3 separate regions of the Mus musculus genome follow, and all the other regions are linked to region 1. A link is a contact called in public promoter capture Hi-C data. All regions are on one chromosome and are shown on one strand. Each heading gives the region's core, a stretch centred on a gene start, on an enhancer-like site or on the middle of the called end of the contact. The rest is flanking DNA. Distances are from core to core; before and after follow the strand shown.

Region 1 (5,002 bases), core at 1,369-3,868:
CTGCTCTTACCCTCACAGGCCAAGCAGCAGGAGATGAGAAGAGGCAGGTGCATCTCAGGGCTTCTCCTTGTCCTCCTACCCATTCCCCAGAATGGCTGGAAAATTACACTATGTTCTAGACTCTGATGATGCTGTCAGGAAGCTTCCAGCTTTAGCCGAATGCTATTACTCACACCTAATGGGACAACTGAGTAGTTTCTAAAGAGGAATGTTTAAAATACACACATCGCTCCGGGCTGAATTCTCCCTCCTACCATTTAAGGATACGTGTGCTCTGGGGCCCGGTAAGCTTTCTACTGCCGTTGTCTGCAGAGGAGGGAAAGCAAGCTTCATTGAAAGCCGCGCTATGGCAAGCACTGTGCCAAGTGCTGGGGGTGGATGCGTGGGAGCTGAGGAGCCCTTCCCCTTGGGGCATTGTGGCAGCTGGGACTGCCGATCCCCTGCTCAGAGTTAGCATTTGATAGCATGTGAAATGCAGACTGCGGTACTGGTCCTCCGTCACCATCAACGTCGAGCCACTCGGTGACTATTTACTGAGGACTTCCCACAGACTAAAAAGTGTGCTCCAACTGGGCACAGGATGGTAAACTGAGCCAGACTGGATCCATAGCCCTAGTGGGGCTATTGAGGTAGACTTGTAAAATTAAAATAAGTACATAATTATAAAGTATAATTCATCAAAATTCTGTATGTAATGATGAATTATATAACTCATGACTGCTTCCAAAGAAAGTACATAGGGTTATGAGGTGACAGTGTGGTTTTGGGTATTTGTTGTTGTTGTTTTTGTTTTTGAGACAGTGTCTCACCATGACGTAGCCCTGGCTGGCCTGGCACTTGCTATGTAGTCCGAGCTGGCCTCCAACTCACAGAGCTCCTCCTGCCTCTGCCTCTGAAGTGCTGCAACAGTTTGTTCTGACCTAGTTACGGAGGTCAAGGTGCTGAAGGAAGAGCAGGAGTTAACTGGCTGATGGGGAGAAGAAACAGCTCCCAGACAGAGGGCAACGAGGCTGGAAGGAAAACACTCCTGGATGCTGCCCAGCCCCACGGCCACTAGCCACACACCAAAACAAAAGTTCTGAAATTTGGTTAGCGTGACTAAAGAAATTAATAACCAATACATGGTAAAAATTTAAAATATTTGTTTATTCGTATTTTGGACAAACCGAGTTAAGTGCAACAATAGTCAAGTTAATTTAATCTGTTTTGAATTGACTTGTTAAAAAGCCTAGGGCCGGGTATGGAGCACTAGCCTTTAATCCCAGCGCTCTGGAGAAAGAGGCGGGAGGACTTTTGTAAGTTGGGAGAGCAGCCAGAACTACATATTGAGCCCCAGTCTCAAATATCAAACAAACAAAGCGGGGCTGGTGAGATGGCTCAGTGGGTAAGAGCACCCGACTGCTCTTCCGAAGGTCCGAAGTTCAAATCCCAGCAACCACATGGTGGCTCACAACCATCCGTAACGAGATCTGACTCCCTCTTCTGGAGTGTCTGAGGACAGCTACAGTGTACTTACATATAATAAATAAATAAATAAATCTTAAAAAAAAAAAAACAAACAAAGCAAAAGGGTAGGGGTTGAAGGCAGGCTGGGTGTGTGTCTGTAATTCCAGCACTGAGAGGCTGAGGCAGGAGGATGAGATAAGGAGTACCCAGGGAGACTTTATCTCAAAATACGAAAGGTGCTTCGGGGATAGCACCGGTAGAGGGCGCACAAGGTTTAATATCAAAAAGCTTCTAGAGCCTGGCGGTGGTGGCGGACGCCTTTAATCCCAGCACTTGGGAGGCAGGCGGATTTCTGAGTTTGAGGCCAGCCTGGTCAACAGACTGAGTTCCAGGACAGCCAGGGCTACACAGAGAAACCCTGTCTCGAAAAAAACAAACAAGCAAACAAACAAACATACAAACAAACAAACAAACAAAAAAACTTCTAGAATGATCGCAACTTTCAAATGTGTTCTGCTTTATGTTTCTGTAGCGGTTGCTACACTAGATATGGTTGATTTTGATGTGGAATTCTCTCTTCGAACGCTGTGTGGCAAAGGTGGAGGAAGACTGCTTGGAGCTGGGTCCTGTCCTTTATGGTGGGATGACCTCGTACACCCACTAGGCAGCCAAGAAACGCCTCCTGGATGGCCATTTCTTCATTTACCAAACCGAGCTACAATGTCCTTAGGACTTGAGGAATCCTGGAGCTGACTCTCCAGTTCTCTACCCCTTGTACACTGGGCAACCTTCCCTGGACCTCAGTTTCCCTTGCTTGTGGGAGTGTGGAGGAGGCAAGACTGGCAGGAGCCAGTTTGCTACTGGCAGGGAGTCGTCATATCTGTCCGTCTGTCTTACCTGAAAGCTTCGGCAGAAGCGTCAGGGCGGGTTCCGCCACCAGCCCCTCCAGTGACCGGACCAAGCTCCGGATGTCCGCCAGCATCCGCGGCCCAAGGGGCGCGGTTTGCTTTGTGGCCGGGGCGGGGGAGCTGCAGGTCGGTCCATTTTGCTACTGTGAGTCCAGCCTGGGTCACCACTTAACATTTTTAACACAACAAAGCAGCTTTCGGCCTGCTTTGTTGCCAAGGAAAACGATTACTATGACGACGGCGGCGCTGACCCGGGGACCAGACCAACGTATTTAGGGGGTCATGCCTCTCCCAGCCTATGCCACAAGGCATGTGTGTATCTCCAGAAGTCGTGCCCAAGGCATGTGTGTATCTCCAGAAGTCGTGCCCAAGGCTTTCTTCTATTCGTGAACCTTAGAGAGTCCGCAGGGGCTCCGCTGCTTCGCGGAGGCTCGTCTCGGAGCTGGCTCCCTCTGCATTCTCAGTGGTAGAAGCCAGAGAGGCTGCGCATGCGCACGATGGTTGCCCGGCGCCGGCCAATCGCGGTCGCGGCGGTTGACGCGGCCTGGGCAGATCCTTGCAGAAAGCTGCAGGCTAGCTCGGGATTCCGGCTTCGCAGACAGGTACCTCTGGGAGCGGCGGGCGGATATCCGTGCCAGTAGTGGTGGGTGGGATGCCCGGGTACCCCTGGAGAAGCGGGCAGGCTGGACCGTGGCATGCTCCGCGGGCACCTCTTGCGACGGAGACTCGGAGATGGTGTTTTGACCCCATCCTTTGAAGGTCTTCTCCTAACCCGTACAGAACTCTTTGGGTTTTGTGACCCGTGAGACTGGCTGGCTCTTAACTTTTTCGAGACACCTTTCCCTTTGAGAATCCAGTGAAAACCAAAGATGCTTCCTTCCTTTATTTTTTGTCAGAATGAAGAGAATGTATTTTATAGCCTGATGCAAACTAAAGCTTCGCACAGTAAGTGCATTTCCCTGTAAAGGGGGACAATTTGATCTACTTCTCAGGGTCATGGTGAGCATCAAATGTCCCAACAGTTTGTAAACATGAAAGCACTCTTAACCTACGAGCTGCAGGCTGTTATCATTCGTGATTATAAATAAGGGACGTCACTGGCCGGAGAAATGGATCAGAGTCTCAGAGAACTGGTTGCTGTTGCAGAGAACTGGGATTCGATTCCCAGCTCACAAACGCCAGTAACTCTAGTTGTAGAATCTGCAGACACAAGGCACGACCATGGTATCCCAGGCAAAACACTCAGACACATTAAAAACAACAGCAAACAAAGCCTTTGAGGCCCTTGGGGGATGATAAAACGTTGGACTCCCCAGAGGGTGAGCAACAGGGTTGGTTGGGAACCAAGTGCAAACCTTTAATTTTCTTGGCCCATAGTCTTCTATGAGAGAGCTTCCCTAAAGAACCCTAGGATACCTTGAACGGTGTGTGTATGTGTGTGTGTTTAAAAAAAAAAATCTGTGAAGGGGACTAGAGAAAAGGCTCAGTGAATGTGGGTACTTGCTGCTCAAGTGTGAGACCATGGATTCAAGTCCCCAACATCTCAGTTAAAAGCCTACCACAAGCCGGCGCGTGGTGGCACACGCCTTTAATCCCAGCACTCGGGAGGCAGAGGCAGGCGGATTTCTGAGTTCGAGGCCAGCCTGGTCTACAAAGTGAAGTTCCAGGACAGCCAGGGCTACACAGAGAAACCCTATCTCGAAAAACCAAAAAAAAAAAAAAAAAAAAAGCCTGCTACAAGCTCGGACCCCTGCAATGCTAACACTGTTGGTGGCGGAGACAGGATTGCTTGTGCTCGCTGGCCGCCAGTCTAGCTCCAGGTTCAGTGAGAGACCCCATCTAAAGGGAATGCAACAGGACACCTGACGTCCCCCCTCCAGACTCCGAATCTGCACACAAATATTAATAAAGTGGATACACACACACACACCTACCTGCACATATGCATGCATTCAGCACATAAACACATAATTGGAAAAAAAAATGTACCATGAAGCCTTGTGGTTTTATGACTTCTCTCTACTTGTTTTATTTAAAAAGCTGACCTCTTCCCCGAGCCTAAGTGATGTTACTGATTTTATGAGCATTGCAGGACGTTGTGCTGTGACTAAAGCTAGTGTGCCGGTGAGTGTCGTGATACTTATCGAGACTGTGATAAGTACCGCTCTGCATCCGGGAGTGAAATCCGGGTGTCGCTTCATGGCTTTAGGATGCCATCCAGGCTGAAGTTCCCGTACTTGGTGATGTTCTTACTGGCCAACGGGAATGGTAGAAATTTCCTCCCTGGCTCCACACTGTGATGCTGGCGAGGCCAACTCGTGACAGAGTTGCCTGAGGTTAGCATCACTGTGAAGCCACACAAACTTTGGTTCCAATGCCCGTTCCCACCAAAGACCTTGGCTTTCCAAATGGGGTGACTAGGAGAGGCATGTCGAGGGGCAGTTGTGAGTGAAATGGGTTTATGCAAAGGCCTTAGCCTATACTGCCTGGCACATAAGAAGCACCCAGCACATGGAAGCTCCTTCCAGAACTATTAGGACCTCAAGCCTTCTTTTGCTGTTCTGTATAAATGGATAACTCTTCCCAGTAGGTACTGCGGTAATTGGCAATCATCAAGGTGTAAGATGTTCTAATGGATAGAGAACAGT
Region 2 (5,002 bases), core at 422-2,921, 2.8 Mb before region 1:
GTCATGTCCACTCTGGACTCCCCCAGATGTTCCTGCCTCTGGCTGTGCTCTCTCCCTACAATAAGCTTTCTCCTCCACCATACCTGTACCTTAGGAGCAGACAGGTCCCTTTCTTTTTATTTCCTTTTTTTTTTTTCATTCACTTTGGACATAGTATAATGATCATGTGACTCCAAAAGCCTTCAGATGGGAGATTAAAAAAACTTAAATCAAGGGGCAGCACACATATACACAGACACATACGGCACACACATATACACATACACCACATACACACATACACAGACACACACACATACATGGCACACACATATACACATATATTATACACACATACACACATGGCACACACATATACACATATACCACACACATACACACATACACGGCACAGACACATACACATATACCACACACACACACACACACACACACAAATAGCACATACACAGCATAGACATTTACACATACATGCACAAACCACAAACATACACACACTCAAGGCACAGACACACACACACACACGCATGTGAATGTGCATACACACTCTCTCCTTTCTCATAGCTCCCTCTTTGCCACTTTCCAAGGACTATATCCTCTCCCCTCACACCCGCTCAGTAGTGCAGATACAATAGGCCCTCTATCCTCCTTGAAACATTTTCTTTATCACCAGTGACTCCATCCTTCACTTAGTTCTGCCAACCTCCCTCTCTCTATGCTAGTGTTTCCTTGTTACTAGAATCTAAAGGCCTAGGCTCTCTGACAGTTGAAGAACATGTTAGGGCAAGGAGAATTGACAGGAAAAAAATCAGGTTTATTCAGTAGCTGGCATTCTTTTTTTTTTTTTTTTTTCTTCGAGACAGGGTTTCTCTGTGTAGCCCTGGCTGTCCTGGAACTCACTCTGTAGACCAGGCTGGCCTCGAACTCAGAAATCCGCTTGCCTCTCCCTCCCAAGTGCTGGGATCAAAGGCATGTGCCACCACTGCCCGGCTAGTAGCTGGCATTCTTGAGAAGTTAAGATGTACTTTCTCCTCAAGACTCTTTTTTTTGTTTGTTTGTTTGTTTTTTCGAGACAGGGTTTCTCTGTGTAGCCCTGGCTGTCCTGGAATTCACTTTGTAGACCAGGCTGGCCTCAAACTCAGAAATCCTCCTGCCTCTGCCTCCCAGGTGCTGGGATTAAAGGCGTACGCCACCACCGCCCAGCTTTTTTTTTTTTTTTTTTTTTGGTTTCTTGAGACAGGGTTTCTCTGTGTAGCCCTGGCTGTCCTGGAACTCACTTTGTAGACCAGGCTGGCCTCGAACCCATAAATCCACCTGCCTCTGCCTCCTGAGTGCTGGGATTAAAGGTGTGCGCCACCACACCCGGCTTCTCCTCAAGACTCTTATCATTAAGGTTCAGGGACCCAAAGGGATTTTTGGTAAGGGAAAGCCTTTGGTAAAGCTTTTTGGGGTTGGTAGTGAGACTGTGGTTGGGTAGGCTCTTTCTCATCAGAAATGCATCCTCTGGCCCCGCCTCCTGGTCGTGCCTGGCCTTCGGTGACCTTCAGCCACACTTCCCGGCCCTGCCTCTCAGTCTCTAGCCCAGCCCTTTATGGGCCGTGACAACTTCTGGCCCCGCCCCCACCCCTGTAACCTGGCGGGGGGCGGAGTTAGAGAACAAACGGGGCGCGCTGGCCAGCGAGCGGAAGTCGCCCGGGTGGGGCACAGTGGGATAAGCTTGCAAAGCCCTTTCCGGTGGCTCTCTTGTTGGGATCCACCACGCGCCGGGGCAGGTGAGTAGGCGCAGTCGCTTTCCTTGTTTTTAGGGCAAGGGACACTTGGCTTTTACTCCCCAAAAGGATGGAAGGCGTGGGCGGCTCGGTGCTGTTGTGAATGCCTGGCCGAAGACGTGATCCCAGCGGAGTAGAATAGCCGAGCATCCCAGCTCTTCTAGCCTGCTCCCGGGCTCCAGTGTTGAACCTGAGCAAGGCTGCTTCCCTCCAGGCCTGGGGCTGGGTGCAACCTCCCTCATTCCTCGTGAGTAATCACTTTCTGGGACTATCTCTTCTCTCATTTCTGCACCTGAATGACCTGGAGTCGGTCACGCCTGCGGACTCAGAAGGCATCTCAGGATTTGCTCTTCTGTATCTGAGACCGCGATTTCCCATTGGTAGTCCAAATGCTGGGGTCTGAGAGGAGAATTCTTTTCTAGTGTTCACTGCTAATTGGCCAGTCTAGCCAGTGGCCAGATACCTGGGCCAAAAGCTACCTGGGAAAGTAGCTTCCTCTCTCCCATTTTGACCTGAAGGTGGGTGTTTGTGTGTGCAAGGAGGGGCCCAAGGGCTTTGGTTTAGCAGAAGGGGACTTCTCGAATCCTTTTTTGTCGTCATCCTTGTGACTTAGGGCAGCTGTAGCTCGTTCTGGAATTTAGGTACAGGTGAACAGGGATTGTTTTCCTTCTGAAGGCCTTTTTTTCTTTTTCCTGGACCTGACTGCTACTGCCTCCAGTTAACTCTTCCTTATCTTCTCTCCTTTGGCTCACACACTGGCTCACTTGGTCCCATTTTCAGATCCTGAAGTGCGTTTCCTACCTCAGCCACCAGCTTGGCCTAGGTCCCTGGGGGAAGGCATCCTTTAAACTTTACCAGCGTTTCTCATTTAAACACTTTACTAGTCCCCCCGTACTTCAGCACTGTTGTTGATGTGATCTTAGTTGTCCTTTCTACTAGATGTCCCATGAAGTCTCCCTCGTTGTTCAGTTGAATGTGTGGCCTATGGCAGCCATTTATTTATTTATTCATTCATTCATTCATTTATTTTTTGGTTTATCGAGACAGGATTTCTCTGAGTAGCATTAACTGTCCTGGAACTCATTCTGTAGATTAGGCTGGCTTCGAACTCAGAGACTAAAGGTGTGTTTTATACACACACACACACAACACACACACACACACACCTGCCGCAGCTGTACATCATGGCTCCAGCCCTTACTCCCACACAACACAGACAAGAAGGCTCAGGAGCTGATATTCAAATATCAGCCTTTGCCCAGTCTGGTGTGTCTGTGCGTCTGGCTTGGGTGGTAAAGAAGCAGTGGGGTACAGAGCCCCTCCAGTCACCCTGGGAACTGGGGAGCTTCCTCCCCTCTGACCTCTGATCTCGTTATGATTTCTCACAGGTGTCTGACTCAGGACAAGCGGATCCCACCCTCCAGATCTCATGGTAGGGAGCCTGGCTGCTGCCTGTATTCCCTCTCCACTCCTGTCAAGCCCCCACATCCTACCCTTTCCACTGGGCCTGATCGCATACCTAGCTTTGACCCTTACTGTGGCTCTGGCCAGGCTGGTCCCTGAGGGGGTGAATAAATGTCCGCCCAGACCAGAGTTTAGCTGTGTCTGTTCAGTGGGGAGGGGCATAAGGTCACTCCTTTGGATTAAGTCCCTTCTTTTCTCATAAGGTTTAAGAGCCAAAAGGATCCAGTCCTGCTGGAGGTATACCATACCTGTTTGAGGTATACCATATTATAGGGATGTTGGTGTGTGTCCTTACAGGAGGCGGTGACCTTTGGCGACGTGGCTGTGCACTTCTCTCGAGAGGAGTGGCAGTGTCTGGATTCTGGTCAGAGGGCCCTCTACAAGGAGGTGATGCTGGAGAACCACAGCAGCGTGGCAGGACTAGGTGAGGCTCCCCCCCCACCCCCCAGGTCTGCTCCAAACCCCGGGCACGTGTCAGAGACGGGGGTGGGTGGGGGGGTGGGGGGGTGGGTGTGTGTGTGTGTGTGTGTGGTGCTAACTGCTTGGGCCTTGGGGGCTAAACCTTGAATCTGAGTTTGCCAGGCTAGCTCCAGGCTTTACACACATCACCTAGGTGATAGAGCCCTAGGTAAGTGGACCTCTGGGAACCGGTCAGACCGGTTTCTCCCATGCTGTTAAATTATCAGGTGAGAACTGGAACCCATACTTGAAGTAATAGCTTAAACAAAACAACAACAACCAAGAAAGAAAGAAAGAAAGAGAGAGAGGGAGGGAGGGAGGGAGGGAGGGAGGGAGGGAGGGGAAGGAAGGAAGGAAGGAAGGAAGGAAGGAAGGAAGGAAAAGAAAGATCCTTGTTAGTGTGAGGAATCTCCAGGGAAACCTGTTCTGGAACCAGTGACACCTCTGTCAATGCTTTCAGTCTGCCTTGCCATCAGACTTGACTCCTGTTCTTGCTACCTTCCCTGCAGGCTGCTCTAGCGCAGGCAGCTTTGTATTTTGCTTCACCTTTGTGGTAGAATGGAATGTCTTACTTGCTGGCAGCTGTGCATCTCACCTGTTACTGAGTCGCCTTCAGAGTTGACCCCACATGATGGTGGTACCTACAACAGGAGAGAGTGTCCTGGGTTCTTGAGGATGCCTGGGCTAGTGGATCAGGAGAGGGGAGGTAGGGATGGGGTGTAGTTGGTTTACCGGGTACCTCTCTCAGCATTAGAGCAGGCCTGTAACCATTCATCCAATCCAGCCTGGCAAAATCCAGTTTTGTGAGGTTTTGTCAGTAGGGTGTAGTAAGAGCTGGAGGATATGCAGGTCAATGGTAGAGCCTCACATTTAAAGCTGTCAGTGCCTAGCACCACAGAGAGCAAAAAGGAAGCAAGAAGACAAACCAAACAGGCTAGGCATGGTGTGCACGCCTTTAATCCCTGCACTCCTGAGGCAGAGGCAGGCTGATTTCTGAGTTCCAGGACAGCCTGGTCTACAAAGTGAGTTCCAGGACAGCCAGGGCTACACAGAGAAACCCTGTCTCAAAAAACAAAAAAACAACAAAAAAAAAAACAACAACAAAAAAAGAAAACAACATCAAAACCAAAACAACAACAACAAAGAAAGTAAAACAACTTAAGATCCTTTTGTTTGTTTGTTTGTTTGTCTGACTGGTTTTTGAGGGTTCGGGCGTCCTTCCTGTCCTGTCCTGTCCCTGGTTGTTACTGTGTGAGTTCTAGAATCATGTCTCTGTGCAGCTCCTTTGCTTTCTTCTTCAGTGGTTGCTG
Region 3 (5,002 bases), core at 1,563-4,062, 2.3 Mb after region 1:
CAGGGACTAGAGCACTTCAGAGCTGGGGCAGAGCTCCCAGCAGTCGTCATCTGTGGAGGTTTCTCTCTCAGGATCCAGTGAACTGACCTCACCCGGGCATGGTGATCTCTGCCTGTAATCCCTGCAGCTGAGAGGGGGAGGCAGGGGTATCCGAAGTCCAAAGCCATCTTTGGTTACACAGTGGATGTAAAGTGAATTCAAGTCCCATGAGATGTGGGGAGATGGTATTGGCAAAATGGTTCAGCAGTCAAGGTAGATCCCAGGACCCCTTTCTCCTTATGAGCTGTGCCGTGGCCTATTCATGTGTGCTGTGGTATATACACCCACATTCAAAATAAATCCATGTAATGAAAGAAAGAAAAAAAGAAAGACAAGACAGACAGACAGACACAGACAGACAGACCTGGATGTCATGGCTGACTAAGTGTGACCTCCACAGGCCCATAAATGTGAATGCTTAAGTCATCGGAGAGGGACACAACTTGAGAAAGATTAGAAAGAAGGTATGGCCTTCTTGTGTCAGTGGGAGTGGGCTTTAAGGTTTCACAGACCCACAGCAGGCGAGCGTTACTCCCTTGGCAGTGGAGGACATAGCTCTCAGATCCTACTCCAACACCACGTGTGCCAGCACGCTTCCACCACAATGCTGAAGGACAACCTCCGCAACAGTAAGCCCCCAGTAAAATGCTTTCTCTTGTCACCTTGCTCATGGTATTTCCTCACAGCACTAGTGCAGCAACTAAGACTGGGTGTGACACGCACCTTCAATCCTAGCACCTGGGTGGCAGAGGCAGATGGTTCTCTGGGATTGGAAGGGCAACGTAGACTATAGCAAGTTCCAGGCCAGCCAAGGCTACATAGTGAGATTGTCTCAAAAAAAATTAAAGGATTGTCAGTGAGCTCTCTCCTCCTCCATGTGACAAGCCTCAGATCTGTGTGTGTACCTTCTCCTAGGGCCTCAGTCTCCTATAAGGGACTACCTGTCTCCTGTAAAAGCCAAACTCGCTCTTTCTTTCTGGCTCTCTGAAGATCACATCCTACCGACCCGTAAAGAACAGCTTGGACTATAAGGCCCTCCAGGGCTCTGTGGTCTGGCTTCCGTCTACATTTCCGTTCCAGCTACACCAGCATTCTGTGCCTCTCCTGCCTCAGGACCTTTGCACATGCTAAATGCACTGCCTCCACAGCTCTACACCCAACCTACTCCAACCATCGAAACAGAGTCTCTCTACTTTGCTACATCCATTCCAGTAGTGACCCGCTTGACAGGCCCAAAAGCCTGGACACAGTCCCAAAGTGAAAAGTTCACAGAAAGGCCTGTCCGAGGCATTACTTGGTGTCTTCCCACCATCAGCTCTCAGAGCAATGGCTGTTTCCTCAGAAGTCACCCATCTCTTTCATCCCGGGTGACACTCCCCTGTTCCCCACTCTGTGAATGCCTGTCCTTCATGGCATTTACCCCAGCTCATTACAACAAGACATTCTCAAGCCAACTTCTTCTCACTAGGCTACAAGGGCAGAGCCTGTGTCTCCCATTGGAGAGAGTGAAAGTCCGAGAAGGCCCCTGTAGTCATAGAAAGGGAAACACAGTAACCAAATGAATACAAGAAAGGGGCTACTGAGCTGGCTCAGCCGGTACAGCTGCCTCCCTCTAAAGCTGAAAGCTGAGTTCAATTCTAGAGACCCGCACGCTTATCCTCTCACCTCTACTCTCACACTGTGGGCAACACAGATAACACAAACCGAGGCCCAGAGAGGGTGACTTGGCCAAGACAACACAGTAATTGAACGAGGAAACAGGCATATTCCAGTTTCTGTTTTACAAACCCATTTTGTACACACGCTCTCTCCGTTTTGTTTTCTGGCAATCCTGAGAACCGAACCAGTGACTCCGCGAATGTCAAGCAAATTCAAGCACTGTTCAGCATCCTGATGCTTTTTGTTTCTTTTGAGGCAGGGTTTCTCCGTTGTAGCCTTGGCTGTTCTAGCACTCCCTCTGTAGACCAGGCTGGCCTCGAATTCACAGAAATCCGCCTGCTTCTGCCTCCTGAGTTATGGGATTAAAGGCATGCGCTACCGCCAGCAGCTTCGGTGCTTTTAATTTGTCTGAGTCAAGGGCTAACTATATTGCCCACGCTGGCCTCGAACACAGGATCGTCAAAAAGCCTCAATAGCCAAGAAGCTCGGATTACGGGTGTGCACTACCTCGCCCGGCCCATTTACTCCCTTGTGTACACGTTGTCACCCAAGTCTGGTTTATAAGGATGCGAAGGAAAAAAACCCCGACATGAAGTTAAGTGTGCAAGGCCAAGGGTGAACCAGGCGATAGCCAGACTAGCAGTGGGACCGGTAGGGACACTGCCGGGCAGCCCGAGGGCCCAGTACCTTGTTGGCCAATTTCTTGTTCAGCTCCTCAGCAATGGAATCGTTGAGTTTCCGCTCAAACTGCCACGGGGGTATGCGCACGGTGTCCACCATCTCCACCAGCACGAACATCCTGCGCTAGGGCTCTGGAGACCGGAGAGGCTGCCAAGCACGGGGGCCTGCGAGCTGTGATGGGGTGGGGGGGACCCGAGCCTCCTCCGTCCCTTCTCAGCCTCTGACAAGCCAAACCTGCAGCCGAGCTGCGCGGGAGGGCCTGGGCTCCAATTCTGGAAGCTACGCTCGTCTCCCGGAGGAAACTGAGGCCCGCTCCCGCCAGCCTTGGAGGAGCGCCGGCTCCCCGTCCCCGGATGCCACCCTGGCCTCGTTCCGTCCGCACCACGCGCGGGAGCCACGCGCGTCCAGCAACGCTGCGCTTGCCAAACCAAATCAACTCAGCTTCCGGAAAACTGACCAATAAGAAGCATCTGCCCGCCCCTGCGGGTCGCAGAGCTTCGCGAGGCTCCCGTGAGGGGCGGGGCCGGAAGGTGGGCGGGGCCGCCAGCACTCTCCCGCAAGTGAGAGAAGAGGGGCGGGGTAGAGTGCCGAAAGGGCGGGGCCCCATCCTGAAGCAAGCCAACCCCGGGCCCCTGAGAGAGTCTGGTTGCTAGGCGACAAGTCTGCACTTCAAGCCTGATTGTCTTTCTTTTGCACAACAGCCAGATAGACCCTTTGAAAATACAAATTTAACACGTTCAAAATAGTCTTTACTCCAGACAAAGTACCCAAGAGAGTGGGCAGAAAAGGGTCGCCGGGCCTTCCTGGATGATGTCATTTTAAGTGGTGCATTTGATGGATATGCTCACCAAAGCTCAGCACACAAAGCTTAAACAGCTGAAACAGACTCACGCTTGTAATACCAGCGCAAGAGAGGGTGAGGCTGGACAATCACTGCAAGTTCAAGACCAGCCTGAGTTACCAAATGAGATCCTGTGGCCGGGCAGTGCTGGCGCACGCCTTTAATCCCAGCATTTGGGAGGCAGAGGCAGGCGAATTTCTGAATTCGAGGCCAGCTTGGTCTACAGAGTGAGTTCCAGGACAGCCAGGGCTACACAGAAAAACTCTGTCTCGAAAAACCAAAAAGAAACAAAAAACAAAAAACACAGATCAGCTACATAGTGAATTCAAGTCTAGCCTGAGGTACAAAAGACTTTTTGTTTGTTTGAGACTCTTTCTAAAAAGAAAAAGGGGGGTGCCTAACAATGATGGTGACACACGTCTTTAATCCTAGCACTTGGGAGGCAGAGGCAAACGGATCTCAGAGTTTGAGGCCAGCCCAGTCTACAGAGCAAGTTTCTGGACAACCAGGACTGAACAGAATAATCCTGTCTCAAAAAAACAAAATAGAAAAATTTTCTTGCTGCACACTTTTAATCCCAGCAGTTGGGAGGGGCAGAGACTGTCAAATTTCTGAGAGTTAAGACAAACCTGGTCTACCAAGAGAGTACAAGATAGTCAAGGCTATACAGAACACACTCCCTCCCCCACCCAAAAAAAAAATGAGGAGAAAAAAAATAAGGCATTTTGGGCTGGGCGTTGATGGCACACACCTTTCATCCAAACAATTAGAATGCAGAGGCAGGAGGATCTCTCTGAATTCGAATTTGAGGCCAGCCTGGTCTACAAAGCAAGCTGCAGGACAGACAGGGCTACACAGAGAAACCCAGTCTCATAACACATGTAAGACAACAGTGTGCCTTTCTAGAAACAAAGTATTTCAGGGAATTGACAGGAGAGGTAAGAATTGATTAGCAATGATCTTCATAATATCAGTAAGTAACTTGTTTTACATTTCTATGTATATGAAGTGTTTTGCCTGCATCTGTGTGTGTGTGTGTGTGTGTGTGTGTGTGAGAGAGAGAGAGAGAGAGAGAGAGAGAGAGAGAGAGAGAATCAGAAGAGAACCTCTGATCCCCAGGACCATTGAATTGTGAGCCACCATGTGGGTGTTGGGAATGGAATCCTGGAAATGACACACAGTGACACATCAGCTGGGTGAACGGTTATTATGTGGCCTTCTGGAAAGGAGGAGGTACAGGCTGGCAGCAGGAGGCAGCAACGCTGGTCAGTGTGAGGAGGTCCTAGGCGCTGAGAAGCTGGACAGCTTAGGCTCAGAGACAGAAACAGCCAAACCACAGCCTGAGGGCTTAGATATTAACTGCATGGGAAGCTGGAGAGGGGCCAGGCCAGTGGACTGTGGAACCTAGGGTTTCAGAATTCAGTCCAGTGCTCTTTTGTGGTATTCAGCTCAACAATTTGTTAGCACGAAGTTTTGGTTTATGGTTTATGTGATGAAAGGAAAAAAAGAAAGAAAGAAAGAAAGAAAGAAAGAAAGAAAGAAAGAAAGAAAGAAAGAAAGAAAGAAAGAAAGAGAGAGAGAGTCCGGTCCCTTTACTAATTCTGTGCCTTGCTCCATGGTTGGTGGGGTGGTTTACAAAAAACACAAGCAACTCAAACTCTAGCTCCTCTGCAGCAGCGGACCATTGTGTGGGTTCTCTCTACAACATCCGGACCGAGATCAGTGGCTGGCGGATGGCCAGGGCTTAAAAATATGGCTTATTTGAATGAACAAAAGGGCAAC

Evidence for each region. Promoter capture Hi-C pulls out the DNA fragments that hold promoters and counts their contacts.
Region 2: a promoter capture Hi-C map of liver shows a contact between it and region 1, with 2.2 times the contacts expected there. The contact joins the promoter of Zfp7 here to the promoter of Fam227a in region 1. A contact is called at or near these places in 2 of 39 promoter capture datasets (liver and pre-B cells).
Region 3: a promoter capture Hi-C map of pre-B cells shows a contact between it and region 1, with 2.7 times the contacts expected there. The contact joins the promoter of Polr3h here to the promoter of Fam227a in region 1. A contact is called at or near these places in 1 of 39 promoter capture datasets (pre-B cells) and 1 of 115 datasets of contacts at active chromatin or transcription factors (astrocytes).

Annotation. Positions count from the first base shown.
Region 1 is chr15:79,656,338-79,661,339 of GRCm38.p6, forward strand. It overlaps Fam227a (family with sequence similarity 227, member A), which reads right to left and starts at 2,619. Exons shown (of 18, transcript NM_029407.1): 1 at 2,344-2,619. It overlaps Cby1 (chibby family member 1, beta catenin antagonist), which reads left to right and starts at 2,890. Exons shown (of 5, transcript NM_028634.3): 1 at 2,890-2,956.
Region 2 is chr15:76,877,582-76,882,583 of GRCm38.p6, forward strand. Zfp7 (zinc finger protein 7) reads left to right here and starts at 1,672. Exons shown (of 5, transcript NM_145916.3): 1 at 1,672-1,772; 2 at 3,158-3,201; 3 at 3,531-3,657. The coding sequence starts at 3,199.
Region 3 is chr15:81,923,401-81,928,402 of GRCm38.p6, forward strand. Polr3h (polymerase (RNA) III (DNA directed) polypeptide H) reads right to left here and starts at 2,813. Exons shown (of 6, transcript NM_030229.4): 1 at 2,386-2,813. The coding sequence starts at 2,496.